Linked DNA regions of Mus musculus: all the other regions are linked to region 2. A link is a contact called in public Hi-C data. All regions are on one chromosome and are shown on one strand. The core of a region is the stretch at or near the end of the contact, and the rest is flanking DNA. Distances in the headings are between cores, read along the strand shown. Region 1 overlaps Clcn3 (chloride channel, voltage-sensitive 3). Region 2 holds the start of Mfap3l (microfibrillar-associated protein 3-like). Region 3 overlaps Clcn3 (chloride channel, voltage-sensitive 3).

Region 1 (2,700 bases), core at 192-2,691, 280 kb after region 2:
CTTTCCCTTCTCCCTCCCCAAACAATCCCTCTGCTCTCCCAGCATTATTTGCAAACCGGGTTGCAAAGCTCGCCTTGTATTTCCTTTTTTTTTTTTTTTTGAAAGAAGAAAAAAGTGGACGAGTCCCGCAGATTAAAGAATTGTGCTATTCAACAAACGAACTTCCTCTTCTGTCTCCTCTCTGTCCTCATCTACAGGACTCAGTTGAACATTATTGAAGCGGGGTCTTGGTTTGCCGTCTGGGCCATATGACGGAGGATATCTTTTTTTGTTATAATGCCAAGGAGGCGTCTGAAAAGGATAAACAGAAAAAGCTATTAAAATAAAAGGGAAAAGACAAGAGGAACTAAATCTATGGATAAATCCTTTTTGTTGACAGGAATAGAGAGCAAAGCAAGCAGCCTGATTGTGCTTATTTTAAAAGGTGTTTTACTGCAAAGACAATGAAATTACCCAGCAACCATCCTCTGACAAAAATACAGTGGCCACGTAGAGTGTGAGGCCCTTCCCACTGGGGCTGGGACGCAGGCCTCACTGAAGCAGGGCTGCTCTGATTCACGTATGCCAACAGAAAAGTAGCAAAAACTGGGACGATGTTTGAACAGAAAGTAATACTGATCCAGTTTGAAAAGGAACCTATTGCCATTATATTAGAAAACAATTTAAAACCGCAATAGTTTATAGAACCAAAATTTTTAAGAAATAATTTGCCTAGTTGTATGCAGACTATTGCTGAAAGCACATACAATTGAGATGAGATACATAACCAATGATCTGCGCAGAGCTTCACCTCCCAGACTTGACAGTGTGACAACCCAGGATTCTGAAAGCATACTTAGGGTCTTTGCTTTTCAATTTTGTGCTCGCCCCAAAGAAGATACAGTGCTTTATTCAAAGTTTGGATGTTAATGTTTACATTAAACAGTAGGTAAGAAATCAAGAGGCAATCCTGAAAGATTATGTAGGTGAGGCAGAAAGCAGAATGAATGGGAAGCTACTATATTTGGTTAGTAGTTTAAAAAGGATGCATGAAACACTTGTGAAATATTAGCATACAATAGAAATACGTACTTAAACAAATGGGGACAGGTTTCATATAATTATGAGAATTGCAGGTCAAAATAATTTGAGGTATTAATTGTTAAAGTCACACAATTTGTTATGCACAAATCAAAACTGTATCTCTAATCAATGACACCACTAAGACATAAAGCCTATTAAGACAAAAGCTACCTATGACAGTCTAGAAACACGAAACAAAGGGGCACACACGGGATCTATGGACAACCCATAACGAAATGGAAGACACACATTTTGACTGTGAGAATCTATAAGGGTAGCAGAGACAGAACGAATGCTTTGAGAGCTCATCTCCGCACTGTGCTCCAGTTAGGGTGCCAGTTAACAATGTACTCCGTCAGCGCTTCTGCTGCTCAGCTCAGTTCAAGGAGCTTAGATTCACATGACCACAGATTAGGAAGCAAAAAAAAAAGGGGGGGTTTGGGGGTGAAGGCCTGGGGCAGACAGGGTTGGCAGTTTTTAACCAGTCAGGAGTCTTCTGAGACTGGTGAATCCACTAGGGTAGACAGACTTTTCATGCTTAAACAAGTCCAATAATGTTCTCCGCATTACCCAACTGTCAGCAGGACTTAATTGTAACTAATTCTGACGAGAGATGTTAGTTGCTGCTTACTTTCTAAGAATGGAATTTTAGACAGTATATCTAAATTTGTCTCACAGACATCTGGGCAGACACCAGTGTAAGTGGCAGCAGGTGGGACTGTGGCAGGGAGACCTGAACAGTTCACAAGTTTCATGCCTCCTGACTTCTAGGGTGTCTAGTGAGGACAGCTGACACAGCTAATCACCAAGGGCTCCACGTGCTGCTTTAGTTGCTCGAGATGCTCTAAAATGTTCTTCTTTGTGATGATCCCCAAGACAATCCTGAAACAGATTATTATGCTAATAACTGTGAGAAATTAAACTGAAGGGGGTTCCAATCATAATGATAAAGAATGAGAGAAGGAAATAAAACATAAACCGTAAGAATGCTCCTCATGAACTTGAGATAAAAATAAGATGATTTAAGAATCTAGGTTCCATTTTCAGACATTCTACTAACTTAAAAGGTGACACAATACTACTTTTAGTGGTTGAGTTTATTTTTAAATTAAAAATCAAAATAATGAAAGTATGACTAAATTTTAATGATGGAGATGAATAAAAGTGAAAAAGAAACATAATGACACACAGCTACCGGCCGCTACACTTGGGACTGCTTTCAGTGCTCTTTCCCTGGATGACCAGCTCTCAGTTTCTGAGGTAACAACCTACACACTGTGTATGCTGGGGAGGGAGGGGCTTAGTCAGAAAGCGCCCCCCCCCCCCCTTTTTGGTTTTGGTTTTTCGAGACAGGGTTTCTCTGTGTAGCCCTGGCTGTCCTGGAACTCACTCTGTAGACCAGGCTGGCCTCGAATTCAGAAATCCGCCTGCCTCTGCTTCCCAAGTGCTAGGATTAAAGGCGTGCACCACCACGCCCGGCTAATGAGAAATCTCCTAGACCTCTACTATTCATTTGGAAATCCAATTAAGGAAGAATACATGTAAATACTACCGACCTCATTCTCAGGAACTGAATCTCATTTCTTAAGAGATGGTAATAAAACATTCATGGGTACTCCAAATGAGTTTTAATGCATA
Region 2 (2,700 bases), core at 69-2,568:
TCTTCTGAGCTCTGGTGTCTTGATGTTCCTCAACCTTGGGCAGCCAGATGCCAGAGGCAACCACGTGCAGCAGTCTGGCACTGTTCAGAGCATGCTCAGTTGCCTGCAGCCACTTCTGCGGCGGAACTCAGGGCTTGAGGTCACAGACAATACTTTGCCTCTGGGTTTGTCAGTCACAGAGAAGGAGGTCGACTGCTATCCCGTTAACAGCTTCCTGTCATCTTGACAGCTGTTCCTAACTCAGAGTGGAATACGCGGGGTCTGACAGCCTGAGCCACTTTAGTAGCGTTAATTTGCTTAATCCAACTCTCCGTGTTTTTCCAGCAGCCTATGACCAACATAGGTGTGGGGGCGGGGCTACCCTTCTTAAAAAAAAAAAAAAAAAAAACACGGTGTGGGGCGTGGCCGGAGGGGGCCAGGATAGAAGAGCCAGGGAAGAAGAGCTTGGTCACTGTCCCAGAAACTGACAAGATCTCCCTTAAATAGATAGATAGAATGATAGATAGATAGATAGATAGATAGATAGATAGATAGATAGATAGATAGATAGATAGATAGATAGATAGATAGATAGACAGACAGAAAGATAGATGATAGGTACATAATATTTAAATGCGTGTGGGATGGCAGGGGAGAGATCCACTAATATTGCAGGACTGTTCACAGAAAACTTATGTAGGTGGTAAAAATATTTTTAGAATACTTATTTTTTCTCATCAGAACAACTTAACTGCTCTTTAGAGAGAATGTCGAAACTGCAAATAATTTTAAGGGGCAGTTTTATAAATTTTCGCGGAACCACACCACTCAGAATCCACCGCAAACACCCTGCTGTGTCTTGTCGTGCCACTTCGAGGCGTCCACTGTGCTTTTGCTGTGACAGCGCGGCCGGCCGCCTAGGAGGCCCCATATGCTCCTGCTCGCGAGGTGCTGTGACAAGACAGCCTTAGAGACTAGGTTGGTTAATGCGTGGGTAGGCTGGTTGCCCGTGGCATCCAAGATGACATTCGAAGACGCCTTTGCCTGCGTGTCCTTGAACGCCACTGAGACGCGACGCTCCGGAAAGTTGAGGTGACAACGCCGGCAGCGCCCTGCCTCCCCACAATTACCAGTCACGCTGCCCTAGCACCACTGAGTCTGGAGGAAGAGGCAGGGTGGAGCGCGGGAGCACCGCCCAGTGGCCGCCCGGTCCCGCCCAGAGGCCGGGCTCTCTGAGCACGATGCTTCCCTGCAGACTGCAGGGCCAGCCCGGGGTGGGCGGAGCCCACCACCCGCAGCGGCCCGCCCCGGGCCGCGGCTGCGGCGAAAACCCGGTTGTGCAGAGTGCACCGGACCTCGGCGCCGCCGGGAGCCGCACTGGGCATGCTCGGCTCTCGCCGGCTCTGGAGCCCGTAGGTGGGAAGCTCCGGCTCCCGGCGGCGGGGCTCGTAACCCGCATCGAGAAGAGGCGCGGGCGGCGGAGGAGGTTGGTACACGCTCGGTGCTGCAGAGCTCCCCGGGTGGCCATGGCGAGAGGTGCACGGCGACCACCCGAGTGGCGCAGCGGTGTCAGGTCAGTGAGGGCACTGGGCGGGCGAGCCTGGGCGGCGGGCTACAGTAGGAGGGAGCCTCGCACCGGGTTTGTGGTCAGCGGCCGCCCGAGCTGCAGAACTTTCGGACGCCTGGGCTGGCGAGGCTACGCGCCTGGAGGTGCCCTGCTCTCCCAGCTCGTGGCTGGTCGCAGGATGCTGGAAGTACATGCAGGGCGGAGACCGGCGGGTTGGGGACAGTCGCGTCCAAGGCTCGTGCCACAACCTTCTGATGGCCAGGGGCGCGCTGTCCACAGCGCGTTAGCACAGAGCCTTCCCAATCTCCCGGGAGAAGGAGGATGCCACGCAGAGACAGGGCTCTTCGCCCAGCTGTGGATCGTTCTTGTCACGGTGCCTCAGTTTCCCCAGACAGGGAAGGGTGTACTGGCCTTTGCCCGGAAGGCGGCGTGGGGAGCTCCGAAGCGCCGCGTCCTGATGCTGCAGGAGTGTGGGAAGCAGCTGGTGCTAAGAGCTGCTTCCTTGTCTTGAGAGCTCTTGGAGTTTGTCGCATTTCCCACCATAGCAAGTTGACACCAAATTGTCTGGTGGCCTGGAATGGGGGAACGTCCTTCTTTGGCTAAAAAAGTAAATGCCGAGTCAATCCTTTTTAAGCCCGAGAATTGCTTGTCTCCCTCTTTAAATTAGCCTGGGATCGCAAATTCCAAGGTTTATAAAGCAAACTGGAAAAAAGAAAAGAAGATGTTTGCAGGTACATCAGCTGCTCACCCTGTAGAAAATATTATGGCTCCGTCGTCATTGTTTTGAAAGACACTTGTTCAAAGTGTGGTTACTGTAGCAATCTTTATTTGCTCTAGCTTTATATTAGGAACTTGGAATCAGCATTGCAGAAACAGTGGTTTTTGAAGTTTTCTCACTCCCCCCCCCCCAGGCAAAACACTTTTTTTTTAAAGTTGCTACTACACTCAACATAGTAAAATGTTCAGGATTAAATCTGCAAGATGGAAAAAGAATTGTTTTTCAGGAGAGACTAAATTAGAGCAAGGTAGTTTGCAGGCAGTGAGCTAATGCACAAAAATGCAATCTGTACCTTCTAAGGTAATGTTACTGTTTTCCCCTACAGCTACCCATATTCATCTATTAAAATACTTACAAGTTTGAGGAGCCCAGCACA
Region 3 (2,700 bases), core at 35-2,534, 310 kb after region 2:
TCTTAATTAACAGAAAGCTATACATATAAAGATTATCTTAATGACAAAATATTGAAAATATATAAAGTTATGATCAAATTAGATCATTCTTATCACAAGAAATCAATAGGTCAGACAGACTGAGCACAACATTCTTAACGCATGCCACTTATCAATACTTCTCTCTCTCTGGTCTTCACAAATATCTTACTTTTTCCTGTTTTCTGTCTTGCCTGATGGAGGCGGAGAGTGATTCTACTACCCCTAGTGGGATTCACACTGTCAGCTGCTAGTAGTTCAACTTCTCTCTCTAGGACTAGGCAGTCACAGTGGACAGCCAAATTGATAAGACAAAGCGCCCAGTCAATCAGACTCAGTCGCCTGATCTCATATTTACTTTTTTCTAAGAAACGTAAGCACTCTAAAAAATTCTAATGTACCCAAAAAGGAGGAGGGGGTTATCCAGTTAACTTAAAAGCAAAGCCAAGCAAGATAAAGCAAAAGTTTCCCTTAAGCCTTCCCCTTACCTGATGCCAGTCCCGTCAGTGTAACAACAAGCCATCCTGACCAGGCGTCATACAGACTTTTTGTCATTTCCCATGCTGATTCTTTTTTTTTACTGTTGATCTGAAATTACAAATATGTTTCATTTCTTAAACTGTATTTCTACAATGCTTGAGTCTACTTAATTTTCTCAAGTCTCATAACACAGAAAGTACCTTGTAAACTAAAGAATAACAAAGCAAATTTGGGATAAAAATCACTCTGCAGGGCAGCTGTACCTAATAGCCAGAGGCCACACATCAAGCAAAGATCTATTTGTTTTTTAAATAAGAACATCTGGATTTGACTGTTAGGGCCCACGGGCCACATGGAAGTCTAATCTACACTGTTTCAAACCTTATCTGCTACACACAGATAGTTTACACATCACAAGTTAGATAATATAGCTGTAAAAGTCTGGCTTCAGTACTTTAGTAACATATAATTATGTTTAAAAGTTGAAATTAATGAACAAAAACTGCTCAAAAATATAATACCTGAGTCACACCAGCAGAGTGATCCCCCCAAGTTACAGAACTGTGAATACATAGGTGTAGAGCTCTAATCCTACTTGTAACAGCCAAAGACTTCCCTGCAAGCCAGAAGAAAACTGTCCTCGACTGATTGACTGCATGCAGCTAAGAGATTAACAAGAAGAAAGCGGATTTGATGCAAATCTCCCCTCATTAACAATAGCAGTATGCTATTGTAATAGCATGCTTGTCTCCCCAAGAATGCACTTCTAAACCCATTCCAAACTAGCTTCTTTTGTCTTGCTCACAGCTTAGCTTTAAGAAGCTCTATTGTCCATCTAGGGCCACAATGCTCAACTAGCCTGTAGAAAAGTACAGCAAGAATTCAATGACCTGATCTATTTTGAGTGGATCATCTATTCAAAAGCCACAGGACCAATTAAAAAGACCCAGTGAATAAGAAAATCATATCCCTTTCAAATAGAAGCATCCAAACACAGATATCAACCACTTTTTAGAAAGTCTTACAAGTGGTCACTAAGTTCCACTTTGTTTTTCCTTGATAAAAAATAAGCATATTTTTAAAAGATAGTATTAAGTCATTTTCAGACAGTCTCTGCCATTCTTCTTATTCTTCTGTTTGTACACAGCAGATGTTCAATAAACTCTTACTGGTCCATTTTCAGTACAAGAACACTGTGTGTAAAATAGTGTTGATTCATCACCAAGCTACAAAAATATAGATATCACCTAAATGTTTAACAATATAGTATCAGTTAAATAAGCTGCACTGCTTTCTTAAAACAACAACAACAAAAACCAAAATACCCACTGGTAATAGTACCTGTCACTTTGTAAACAAATTAAAAACAAAACAAAACAAAAAAACAAAAACAGTATTCTTACTCAGTGGAAATTTTCTGATACTTGTATTATGATACTATCTTATAAAAAGTATCAATATGAGATAAAATAGTTCTCAAAGAAAACTCCACAGACAACAGAAGGCCATGAAACTCAGGAAGCTCTGCATGAGAAACCATGTCCAGCTTAGTCAGATTGTATATGCCTTGAGTTAAAGTCCCAGGACCCACCCAACCAATTAACCGACCTAGCAACCAACCAACCAATTAACCAACCGCTGTCTACATCTGACAATCCACATAGATCAGCAAACTAGTATCTTCTACATGATAATTTCATGTTAAGAAAATGTATTCTCAAAGTTCAAGGTAAAGCAATGGATTTTAATTTAACAAAGCTGGAGTTAAGACAATTCAAAATGCACGTAAGAGCTCATCTTTTACAAGCTGCTACGATGAAAAGCAGATATGAGAATGTATCGGTCTTTTATTAAGCCAGGCAATCATGAAGACTACTAAAAAAAATCACTCTGCAAATACTTTTTAATTTTGAAAAATGTATTATTTTTATATTAGTTACATTTAAAATAGTGAGTTTACAGTTACAATTTTTAAGTGAATTAGTTTTTTGTTTTTGGTTTTTTTCTAGACAGGTTTTCTCTGTTTTGAAAAAGTGCATTTTAGATGATACCAGTGTGCATTCACTATACTGTGGGATTTGGAGTCAGGATTGTTCTGCTTTGAGATAGGGTCTTGTTATTTAGCCTATACTGGATTCCTGCAACTCAGCCTCTTGATTGCTGAAATTATAGACATGCACTACTATGCCTCAATTTTCTTTC

The links. A called contact is a pair of places that touch in the nucleus more often than the background predicts.
Region 1: a Hi-C map of rod photoreceptor shows a contact between it and region 2, with 2.3 times the contacts expected there. The contact joins the enhancer-like site here to the promoter of Mfap3l in region 2. A contact is called at or near these places in 22 of 39 promoter capture datasets (the 3T3-L1 cell line, 3T3-L1-derived adipocytes, the C10 cell line and 14 more), 6 of 484 Hi-C or Micro-C datasets (the G1E-ER4 cell line, bone marrow-derived macrophages, cortical neurons and 3 more), 12 of 115 datasets of contacts at active chromatin or transcription factors (embryonic forebrain, embryonic hindbrain, embryonic stem cells and 3 more) and 5 of 9 other capture datasets (adipose tissue, embryonic stem cells, liver and 2 more).
Region 3: a contact with region 2 is called in a Hi-C map of rod photoreceptor, with 2.0 times the contacts expected there. The contact joins the enhancer-like site here to the promoter of Mfap3l in region 2. A contact is called at or near these places in 25 of 39 promoter capture datasets (the 3T3-L1 cell line, 3T3-L1-derived adipocytes, the C10 cell line and 15 more), 3 of 15 datasets of contacts at CTCF or cohesin (the NIH/3T3 cell line, embryonic stem cells and pro-B cells), 23 of 484 Hi-C or Micro-C datasets (B cells, the BV-2 cell line, the G1E-ER4 cell line and 10 more), 11 of 115 datasets of contacts at active chromatin or transcription factors (bone marrow-derived macrophages, embryonic stem cells, epiblast stem cells and 4 more) and 3 of 9 other capture datasets (adipose tissue, embryonic stem cells and macrophages).

What each region holds. Positions count from the first base shown.
Region 1 is chr8:60,912,885-60,915,584 of GRCm38.p6, forward strand. It overlaps Clcn3 (chloride channel, voltage-sensitive 3), which reads right to left. Exons shown (of 13, transcript NM_173873.1): 13 at 1-291. The coding sequence ends at 201. Among named protein-coding and RNA genes, the nearest start is that of Hpf1, 24 kb to the left of the region's middle. Within about 2 kb of position 1,442, at least 6 of the 459 cell types and tissues checked have an H3K27ac peak or open chromatin away from gene starts, as enhancers often do. A contact at or near this core is called in rod photoreceptor, where this site is marked.
Region 2 is chr8:60,631,507-60,634,206 of GRCm38.p6, forward strand. Mfap3l (microfibrillar-associated protein 3-like) reads left to right here and starts at 1,319. Exons shown (of 3, transcript NM_027756.5): 1 at 1,319-1,552. Gm34730 (a long non-coding RNA gene) reads right to left here and starts at 349. Exons shown (of 3, transcript XR_379010.3): 1 at 1-349.
Region 3 is chr8:60,938,042-60,940,741 of GRCm38.p6, forward strand. It overlaps Clcn3 (chloride channel, voltage-sensitive 3), which reads right to left. Exons shown (of 13, transcript NM_173873.1): 4 at 507-606. Among named protein-coding and RNA genes, the nearest start is that of Clcn3, 44 kb to the right of the region's middle. Within about 2 kb of position 1,285, at least 17 of the 459 cell types and tissues checked have an H3K27ac peak or open chromatin away from gene starts, as enhancers often do. A contact at or near this core is called in the G1E-ER4 cell line, epiblast stem cells, rod photoreceptor and 1 more, where this site is marked.